2 separate regions of the Mus musculus genome follow, and region 2 is linked to region 1. The links are chromatin contacts, called in public HiChIP or PLAC-seq maps. All regions are on one chromosome and are shown on one strand. Each heading gives the region's core, a stretch centred on a gene start, on an enhancer-like site or on the middle of the called end of the contact. The rest is flanking DNA. Distances are from core to core; before and after follow the strand shown.

Region 1 (5,247 bases), core at 969-3,468:
TTTCATTTGGACCTTCTTGCTTTGTGCTTACATTACCATGTTCTGATTATTCTCCAGCCACAGTACTGCTTTCAGCATGAAATCCAACATTTACCAGAAATTCATCATGAAGGGGATGAGAAACTCTGAAGTACTTCATGCCACATTCCAACGAGAAAGAAATGCAGCCTTGGAGAAGGATAAGGGTGTGGCTTAGAATCTTACCGTAAAACTGTTGTTGACATTTTTGGTGCTGGATTCTGCTACGCTGGCATCAGTCAGGTCTACCTCATCAAATATAATCGACTGGAGAGAGATGCAAACAGAGGATTTCAGGCAAGCCAGGGCAAGCACATCCAAGCACTGGTGGTGCTGCCCAGATTCTCCCTACCCACACCTACAAGCTCAGGTTCCTTGAAACCTCAACATCTGATCAATACACCATGCGAAATTCATGCAACCACCTGTCTGCCTGCCTCTCCCAAAGAGCATGGATCACAGGTAGTCTGTGGCTTTCACTCCAGAGTTCATTAGTGGGTATGTATACCAATGCTGACCTTTCTTTCTTGTGCTTCCAGATTAGGTATGAGACAGCCAGTCAGGATCCAGAGTTAGAGGATCCCTCTGGTTTGGGTTTCTCCAGCAAAATAATTGGAAAAAAGTTCCAACTAAAACAAATACTATAGGGACAAGAGACAGACCCCATGAGAATAACCCATACCACCATAAAGAAAGCCAAGGAATAGAGCATGAGGAATTCAGTCCTGCAGAGTCCAGCCAGTTCTAGGGGCTGCCTCTATTCCTCTCCCCACTAACGTCCAAGCCACAGCCCCTACCTCCAGTTTATTTCACTGTGCCCTCTATTCTAAGATGACTCTATCTGGAATCCCTGAAAGAAAGACTAACAACTAAGAAAACCTTCCCCACCCCCACCAATAGGACTAAAATAGCCATGGCTGTGGTGAGAACCCTTCTAGCCATGCTGCCTTGCTCCATTCCTCATTTCAGCACACTAACTCTCTAGGGATGCTTATCATTCCAGACTTTTCTTTTTGCCCGAGTATTAGAACTGCCACCAACACTGAGCCATGTTAGGCCTTCCAGCCTGCACACTGGGGTTTGAAGTTGACAGCAACATCCCAGCTGCTCCTCTGACACCTGCCTAAGGAGTCCAGCTTTGAGTCTTAACAGGGCAGGAACTCACCACCCAGGGCCAGCAGCTGGGAAGCCTAGAGATAAAGACCTACATATTTTTGTTCACACACTAAGATGCCCGATGACCAGAGTAGCTCTTAGCCCATAAAAAAGATTCACGAGCCTGTGGTTCCCATCTTTCTGAAAGGAAGCTAACTGTAATAGAGTTAGTTATGTGACCATTTTTCCATTTTCAGAGAAAGGGGAAAGGAACAGAAATAATTTTTATGAAAAATAAAGCATGCTTAGTGACAAATAAAATCTGACACCTACTATTTATTACAAGCCAGATGAGATGGGGCTATAGTTCAGTGGTAGACTGTGAATACCACATCCAAGGCTCTGTGTTCAATTCCAACATGACCAAAACGAACAGACGAACAAACAACAAACAACCCTACCAGGAAATAACTGGTATGCAAGTATTTATCCTGTGCATGAGTACTGAGCTCCTAATGAGGCTCCTGAGGAGGTCCTCTAACAGTGCCTCACCTTTGCAGTTTTAGCATAGTAAAGTGTTCGCCCTCGAAGCTTAAAGTACCTCCTCTTGGATCGCTGGAACGAGTTGTTCTGTTTGGTCAGCATGCCTTCTTTGAGGATGGTCTGAAAGCACAAAAGCACACTGTGAGCTGCATTTCTGAGGTGCCCATTGCCCTGAAACAGCCTGTTGTGACTGATGAACAAGGTTGTGCCCCTAAGGGGCCAAGCAGCCTACCAGAAGAACAGTTCTTGTTCTCTCACAGACCTTGACCTCAACACTGGCCATATAAGCACTGTGCTGCCAAGGGAGAAGCAAGGGGTATACCATTTCTCTAACAGAACAGGCCTTAGAGACTCAAGGTGTTTCCTAACTATGCCCAACAGATTAGCAAAGGAGAAACTGAGGTTCGAGGGACTCCAGGAAGTAGCAGCTGGGGGACAACAAAGACCAGTGCATTCTCCAGCTTCAGCATTTGGTAATTTTCAGCTATTCTTGGCCCTGCCTTCGTGTTCTCTGGCCTCCTGCCATTTCTCAGGATCTTGTTGCCAAAACTGTTCACGTTCACTGCTCTGAGTTTCAGTGTGGCTCTAGGCCTGTGTTCTACTCAGCCCTGTGCATGGTTCTGAGGTCAACATAGGCATCTGACACTCATCTCTGTCCTCTCTATTCCCCACTCCCCCACCCCCATGATACTGACAAGCCCATTATACTACAGGAAATATTCCCTTCTCCCTAGAGAACTTCCCCTGCTCAGATAACAGCAAGTCAGAGCATGGTCCCATGTACTTGGCTCCCAGTGAACACTGATCCTAACTTACTACATGAAAATCAAACACTCAAGGAATGGCAAGATGCCCTGAACCACTCAGAGTCAGCAATGCAGTCAACACTAATAACAGGCCTGGTATAGCTCAGTATAGAATGTTTGTCTAGCACACTCAAGGCCCAGGGTTCCATCCCCAGCACTGCAAAGAAAAAAAAAAAAAAATAACAACAATAAATAATGTCCAGAAGAATAAGAACTCAACTCCATATTCAGCACTTTCCTTATACTACAGTTATACAGCTTTGCCCTGTAAACAACTTTTGAAATAGTGTATGTATGAAGCACCTAGACATCTGAATTTTTTTTTTAAGTTTTTCGAGGCAGGGGTTTTCTTGGTTTTTCGGGACAGGGTTTCTGTGTAGCCCTGGCTGTCTTGGAACTTGCTCTGTACACTAGACTGCCCTGAAACTCATAAAATCCACCTGTCTCTGCCTCCCAAGTGCTGGGATTAAAAGCATGCACCACCACCACCACCTGGCATTTAAGGATACTTTAAACTTCCTAACATAAAACCAGAGTAAACAAGACACAGAAACCTTGGGTCATCCAATCGTGCCAAAATAAAAAGACAGCACACTGTATAACTAAGTTTCCACCATCCTGTATCTCAGGGAAGAAAGATAGAGAGAGAGAAAAATATTAAACCAAACCCCAGCTCCTTCACTCCTTAAACACACAAAACCAGGTTTGGGGTCCACAGACCAGCAGAGCACAGGCCATTATATGGTGCCTGAGATTTCCTCTCCTCCTTCTGACACAAGGCATCTTCCTTAGGCACCTTCTAACCAGCCAGGCGGGGTGCACGTGCTCACATTTATTCACAGGCTCACTAGAATGTACTCTGTGGATCCTACCTGGTACTATACCAGCTGCCCTCTTGAGAATTTACCTTCACCTCTTACTTCTGAAAGCACCACTTAGCCTATTTCCAGGCAGTTAAAAAATATCAAGGGAAACATAGCATGATGCCACAAACCAAGGAAGAAGCACATCCAGCTACTGCCACTACAGCAAAACAAGGACCTAAGGCCAGGACACAATCCAATCTGCAGTATGGAGGAGCTAGAACCAGCTTTGATTCTGAGTGCCCTTTCCAGTTCCAAGCTTGCATGGATGGCATTCCTGTTAAATACATCTGTACATAACCATCCACGCATGCCTGAAGCACACACAGAGACCCTCTCCTGTGGACATTAAAGGACTCACTTAGAGCCCTCCTCACCCCAACTCAGCTTCCTTACCTTGGAAGGGGAAGAAATTGCTTCCATTTCTTTCCTAAGTACAAATTTTAAAATAAAAATAAGGCCACAAAACCAACAGGTCAACCCAGAAAAGTTACAAATTATCATTAAAGAAGAGATACAAAAGTATTTTTGTATCTGCTGCTAGTTTTTCTTACAAAAGAGGAAAAAAAGCAAAATTAAAACACAATCTACGCCATCACCCATATACACAGACAAGCACACACAGTCACAAAAATATGTTTCAGTAAGTAGACCAGAGCCTGCAAGCCTGGGCTGCCCAAAGAGACCTGCTGTTCTATTTATAGAACAAGCATGCTCAGAAGGAGACCCTGGTGGGTTTGCAGCGGAAAAGGATGGAGAAAGATAAAAACCAGTTATTTCTTTGAAGCTTTCTCAGAAACAGCATTTGTCTTCTGATTCGCACTCTGAGTACTACAGATATGCTACAGGATATTTTTAAAAACTCGGTCTAAGACAATTAACTTTTAAAAGTGGTCAAGAAAACTGCACCCTGAAACCACATGCTAGATTTTGCAAAGGAAGCCTGCAAGAGGCACCAGAAGAAAATGCTGCTTGCCGGGCAGACCCTCCCCACCAGAGAGGCAGCGAGAGTCAGGGACAGGCACAGGGAGGGGATTCAGCAATGTATTCTCTTTCCTGCCTCTCTTCTTCAAACACAGACATAGAGCAGGCAATAGCGCGGACAACAGTTCAGGCCGCAGAGCAAAGAGGTATACAATAGGGTGTGAGGGCATAGGGTACAGGTGTGTATGTGCAAGGTCTCTCTGCAGAAATATTTAAGGAGGTCAGAGCACATGAGCCTGAGTTACTCAGTTGTTCCTTAGTGTACATACAGACAGAATCCAACAGGAGAGACAAAGTGGACATCACTGCTTGGCTGTTGTTGCATAGGTCACATGGCCCACATCAGGGAGAGAAGACTCAGAAGCTCACTTTAAAAATATGAGATGGGGGCTAGAGAGATGGCTCAGAAGTTAAGAGCAGGTACTGTTCTTGCAGAAGACCAAAGTTTAGTTCCCAGTATCCACATCAGGCAGCTCACAAATGACTGGGATATCAGATGTCTCTGGCCTCCAGGGGCACCTCATTCAATGCAGGTGTGTGTGCGCACACACACAATTAAAAATTTTAAATATACATATACATGCATGCATGCATACATACATACATACATACATACATACATACATATGAGTCAGGCAGAGGAAGAAAGTAAAAGAGGGTATCTGGAAAGAATGACCAGTTAGTAAAGTGGCTGCAGCATAATACAAGGACCCAAGTTCAAACCACACAGCCCACGTAAAAAGTCTGAAGTGGTGGTTCACATTTGCAATAGAAACACTAGGGAAAGGTAAAGACTGGGTGATTCCCCCAGAGCTCCTGGCCAGCCAAATTAGCCTAATCTGTGAAGCTCAGGTCCTAGTGAGGGATGCCTGAGGCACAATATCCAAGGTTGTCTTCTGGCTTCCTTGTACACAACCATACACATGCCCCTACACAAA
Region 2 (5,247 bases), core at 1,070-3,569, 220 kb before region 1:
CTCTGCCCGTTGTGGAAGAGGAGCTACAAAGGTGGTAACAGTCAGAACACCAAGAAGTCTGTGGTGAACCGGTCTCTGCATAAATGAAACCAGAACAATGGCACTAACAATGGCTATGCCAATGTGGAAGGGGGAAATTTTCTCAGGGTCTTACCCCTAGGCAAAGAACTACAGGCTACTGGGAGAGTTGGCCTCTCCTAGGCACGAGTCCTTTATTGACTGTCCAATACCAAGTGTTCAGCCCTGATACCAAATACACACAAACAACAAAAACAGACTCAGCAGCCTATACCTGCACTTTTGTGAAACAAACACACATATGTAACAATAATTATCAAAGGAGAAGAGGCTATCAGATTGAGAGTGGGAAAACACAGGTAGGGTTGGAGAGAAGATAGTAGGGGAGTCATGATGTAATTCTATTCTGTTTGAAAATGTAAAAAAAAAGTGAACATAAAATATAATCACCATTACAGGAATTTAAACACCCACACAGCATAAGTGATGAAACCATTCAGATATTTGAGATTTAGAGAAAGCCAATCATGGTGAAATCTAAAATATTTTAAGAAAAATTTACCATTCACAGCAAAAGGGAAAATTAACTAATTTAGACTCCTACAAATAAAAACCATGCAGATCAAAAGAAAACAGCCAGAAAAGAATCAACAAGGAACAAACAAACAAAAAGCCCTAAAAATCATGCAGCACATACATGAAAGTCTGAGTGTTACTATCCCCAAATGAGACAGAGTCGTTGCTAACTTTGGTTAAAGATGTGAGTGAAATTTCCCATGGAGGAAATGCAAATGGCCCAGCTGGCTAAGGAAACAGATGTCAGAGACTGAAGCAGCTCCACAGAAAGAGGGAGAGGACAGGAATAAGCTAAGTGACCCTTCATTTCTTACTGTGTCTCTTACTCTTTTGTCAAAAGCAATGCAGGCTGGTGATTATAAATGAGATTATAAATGGTGGCGCATGCCTTTAATCCCAGCACACGGGATAAAAGCACAGAGGCAGGCGAATTTCTGAGTTGGAGGCCAGCCTGGTCTACAAAGTGAGCTCCAGGACAGCCAGGGCTATACAGAGAAACCCTGTCTCTAAAAACCAAAAAAAATAAAAAAATAAATAAATAAATAAATAAATAAGAATGTCAACGGTACACACATCCATAAGCAAGATTTATCAGCTGTACAAACGCACAGTTAAGTGTGAATGGTTAAAAGTAATCCATCAAAAGAACTGAAAAAGAAGAACATACATGCCAAACCACAGTCCAGCAAGGAATAACTTCATCATCCAAAGTCTACCTCATCATGTGCTAAAGGGAAGATGGTGTACCTTGGAAAGTGGCTTTCCCTGGTGGCAGTTGATTCCACCAATGTAGATCACATTGGGCATCACAGGTCTGGGGAACTCCAAGACAAAGTCTGTGCGTAACAACCAAATGGACACTGGGCTGAAGAGGTCTGTCATAGTCACTGGGGTCTGGAGAACTTCAGAGGCAATATCTGCAGCACTTTTGAAAAACTTATGACAAAATGCACGCTCCCCCATGTAGGCCAAAAGGTTCCGAGTTCTTTCCTTGAAAGTCATGGTGTCTGTGAATTTTAAGAGCATTCTGGGGATATAAGAAGGAGGACTGGGGCACTGGGCAGCATCTTCAAGATAATGACAAAATATTCCTCTGCTGAAGACCACGGATGGGAGAGAAAAGTACTTGGCTACAGTTAAGCCGCACACATCGAAAGGATCCAGAAACACAGCATCAAAAGAAGTCTGCTTCAAGTATTCCACTAACTTCTTGTCGTTAAACAAACTCCTACAGTGTGAAAACAGTAATTCGAAGAAACCTTTGGCTGGAGAATCAAGCAGAGGAAGTATTCCTCCCTCCTGCTGACTTTTCCATTGTGCATCAATAAAAATCTTGAACTCCCGGTTTAAATCCTCCTGCGTATGAGAAACTGCATATGTTTTCACTACAAAATTCAATGGTTTCGTCAGCTGCCAACTCACCTCCGGAACAACCACTACGACCTCATGGCCTTTGTGAAGGAGTTTCTCCACAACCGTCTGCATCGTAAACCAGTGGCTCCCATCCATGGGCACCACCAGCAGCCTGCCTGCCTGGGCCAAGCCAGAGGCCAGCAGCAGGCACACACAGAGAGGAAGGGAGGCTGGAAAGTCTGCAGGAGCCATGGCAGAAGTGCAGCCTAAGGCAATCCAGCTGCTGAGACTCAGCACTGAAGAGGAAGTGTGAGCCAGAGAGAAATCTACGCAGGAGGGTGTGTGCTCACAGCCGTTTAGGAGAATGATTTACTGAGGAGAACAGTAAAAAATGAGCAAGCATGATTAAGGAACATGCTTGTTTCCTGAGGAGAAGACCTTCTGACCCTTTTTGGGGGGTAGAATCACACAATGTGAGCTTAGAAATAGTTATGAGGAAATACACTAAACCCTAAGGAGTCCAAATGCTTATACAAAAGGAAGCAAGTTTCAAAGCAGCTTACATTTCTAGGATTGATCTCAAAGCAAAATCTGAACACATTTTTAGGTGACCTGACTGACTCTGTTTCAAAGAGATATTCTGCCTCTGCTTCCAAGGCAAAAGGGGAAGTTCTAGAGCCTGTCCTCCCAAGAGACAGAGAATCAACTCTGCCAGAGAGCAGGGCTGCTGTCTCTGTGCACACAGTGGGATTCTTGTTCCATTTTCAAACACTTTCATGTGCCTTGCTGACGCTAGGCTGACAACCATCTTCACAGACCAATCCAGGGACGGGAAGGAAGGTGACATCAACCTCCTTACAAAATCCCCTCTGAGTCACTGGAAGCCATAGGCAGACATTCTCTATGAAGAAGCAGAGAGAGCTCTCCGGTGATGCCCCTCAGTAGCCCAGGGACCTTCTCCACAGAGCAATGGCTCTGTCTCCCATGGCACTGCAGCATCTGCAGGGTTGCTTCCACCTTGTGGCTACTTTGAACAGTGCTGCCATCAGCACCACATGCTGGGTCCTCTCAGGAATTGATCTCAAGTCCTTCAACTGGGATTAAGGCTGCTAGCTCAGGAGGAAGTTCTGGTGCTCACTGCTAAGAAACTATTAGACACCTCTACACGGGGCGGTAGCATTTTAATTTCCCTCCAGGCCTCCATTACTGCCTGGCCTCCACATCCTCTCTGAAGCTATTTTTACTTCTGTTTAGTGTACTCTTCCTGGTGCTGGGCACGACATCTTGTGGGTTCTGCTTGCATTTTGTAACCACCCCCATCTCCTGCCTGATTTTGCCAGGACAGGAGAACAACACTTGAATTTGAAAGTCCTGACACTGGAGTTGCTAATATTCAGAAATACCACTGTCTCCCTTTCCCATCAATTGGTTGGAAATCTCTCATTCACCAAATACACAAGAATGTGAGACAAATACTCACCTACAACAAAGCCTTTGACTCTCAGCACAGCATGGTTCAGAAGAGTTGCTCTAAGTAGACAGAAGACCCTTGAGCTGCATAGACACTGGGTCTGGTTAACTTCACTATGTGATGTTTTGATTTATCTGCAAGGTTTTGGTTTTTGTTTTGAATTTTGGTTTTGGGGTTTTTTATTTGTTGTTTGTTTGTTTGTTTTGTTTTGTTTTGTTTTGTTTTGCTTTGCTTTGCTTGTTTGGGACAGGGTTTCTCTGTATAGCCCTGGCTACCGTGGAACTCCCTCTGTAGACCAGGCTGATGTTGAACTCAGATATCCAGCACACTCAGCCTCATGAGTGCCGGGATGAAAAGCATGCACCACCAGTCACCCTTGGCATATTTACATGGATTTTAAATTAATAACATTTATTTAAAATTTTCAAAGTTGGGTATATCACAGAGTATTTTGTAGATTTTTAGGTATTATTTATTTATGTGTGTGTGTGTGTGTGTTTTGCCTCCACATATGTATGTGCACCGCATGCATGCAGTGTCCATAGAGACCAGAAGAAATCTGTGGGCCTGGAGTTACTTTACAAGTTTCGAGGTGGTTGCTGGGAATTAAATCTGGGTTCTTCTGAGAAGTGAGTGTTATTCTCAACTACTGAATCACATCTCCAGCCCCATGAATTATTTTCAGTGATTATGACGATATGTATAGTTTGTTGTTATACCAACTATTTTAATATTAAACATATTTTTCATTCTGACAAGTTTCGAAAACTATGTTGTTAATGAATGCATGTATTTTACTTGATAAAGTGTTATATACATTTTACACAAATGATTCCAAGTAAGCATCTTTCTGTTCTATTCTATTATTGTTTTAAAGATAAACAAAGTCTTTTAAAATGCTAGTCATAAATTAGTAAGAATTAAAGTGTACAGGTTTGCTGTTGTAAAACATATCCAGAGAAAGAAAAGGAGTGGTGGACCTGAATTCACCTGAATCCTAAATAAAAGAACTCAAAGCAGCCGCTCATTCTAAAGTCTTTAGGCTGCCTTAGTTAGGGCTTCTGTGGCTGTGACAAAAGACCATGACCAAAAGCAACTTGGCAAGGAAAGGGTTTTGTTTTGTTTTGTTTTGTTTTGTTTTGTTTTGTTTTGTTTTGTTTTGTTTTAGCTTTCCACTCTCAGGGTACAGTATCTGTAAAGGTAGATAGGGTGGGAAATCCAGCCAGGAATCTGGAGGCCATAACTGCAGCAGAAGCCAAGGATGAATGCTCTTAACTGGCTTGATCCTCATGGCTTCTTCAGCCTCCTTCCTGCTACAACCCAGAACCACACCTCCCATGGCCTGGGCCCTGCCTGACTGGTCACCAGTGAAGAAAATGCAGCACAGGCTTGCCTAAGGCCAGTCTTAGGGAAGTCATTTCTCAGTGGTGGTTCCCTTTTCTCAGGTAACTCCAACTGATAGCAAATTGATCCAACCAGCCAGGGCAGGGGCACATATTCCAAAATAATTTGTACCATAATGATAGGGCCTTTGGCATGTTGTATGTGTACCCAATAAATCTTATTCACTAATAAAGAAACTTACTTAGTAGCATGGTTAGGCAGAATATAAAAAGACAAAGGTATACTTTAACCACTTCAAAACCAAAATAAACTAACCTGTAACCCACAACTTTAAATAACAAAAGCCTAAAAATACATTTTAATGATGAAGATAAAGTTTGTCTACAACATACAGTTTTTAAGTACAAAAGTCTATGGCTGGAATGAAATGAAATCTAAATATGTAAAATAGAAATATTTTCCAGACCAAAGAGACAATATCCAAA

The links. HiChIP or PLAC-seq counts read pairs in DNA pulled down with a chosen protein or histone mark.
Region 2: an H3K27ac HiChIP or PLAC-seq map of microglia shows a contact between it and region 1, with 4 times the contacts expected there. The contact joins the promoter of Ugt1a7c here to the enhancer-like site in region 1. A contact is called at or near these places in 2 of 39 promoter capture datasets (macrophages and neutrophils), 2 of 115 datasets of contacts at active chromatin or transcription factors (acute myeloid leukemia and microglia) and 3 of 9 other capture datasets (adipose tissue, macrophages and pancreatic islet).

What each region holds. Positions count from the first base shown.
Region 1 is chr1:87,876,897-87,882,143 of GRCm38.p6, reverse strand. It overlaps Dgkd (diacylglycerol kinase, delta), which reads right to left. Exons shown (of 30, transcript NM_177646.3): 2 at 1,666-1,776; 3 at 205-285. Among named protein-coding and RNA genes, the nearest start is that of Gm19582, 25 kb to the right of the region's middle. Within about 2 kb of position 2,218, at least 145 of the 459 cell types and tissues checked have an H3K27ac peak or open chromatin away from gene starts, as enhancers often do. A contact at or near this core is called in adipose tissue and microglia, where this site is marked.
Region 2 is chr1:88,092,073-88,097,319 of GRCm38.p6, reverse strand. It overlaps Ugt1a7c (UDP glucuronosyltransferase 1 family, polypeptide A7C), which reads right to left and starts at 2,319. Exons shown (of 5, transcript NM_201642.4): 1 at 1,342-2,319. The coding sequence starts at 2,199. The region is part of intron 1 of Ugt1a10 (UDP glycosyltransferase 1 family, polypeptide A10); the gene reads right to left. The region is part of intron 1 of Ugt1a9 (UDP glucuronosyltransferase 1 family, polypeptide A9); the gene reads right to left. The region is part of intron 1 of Ugt1a8 (UDP glucuronosyltransferase 1 family, polypeptide A8); the gene reads right to left.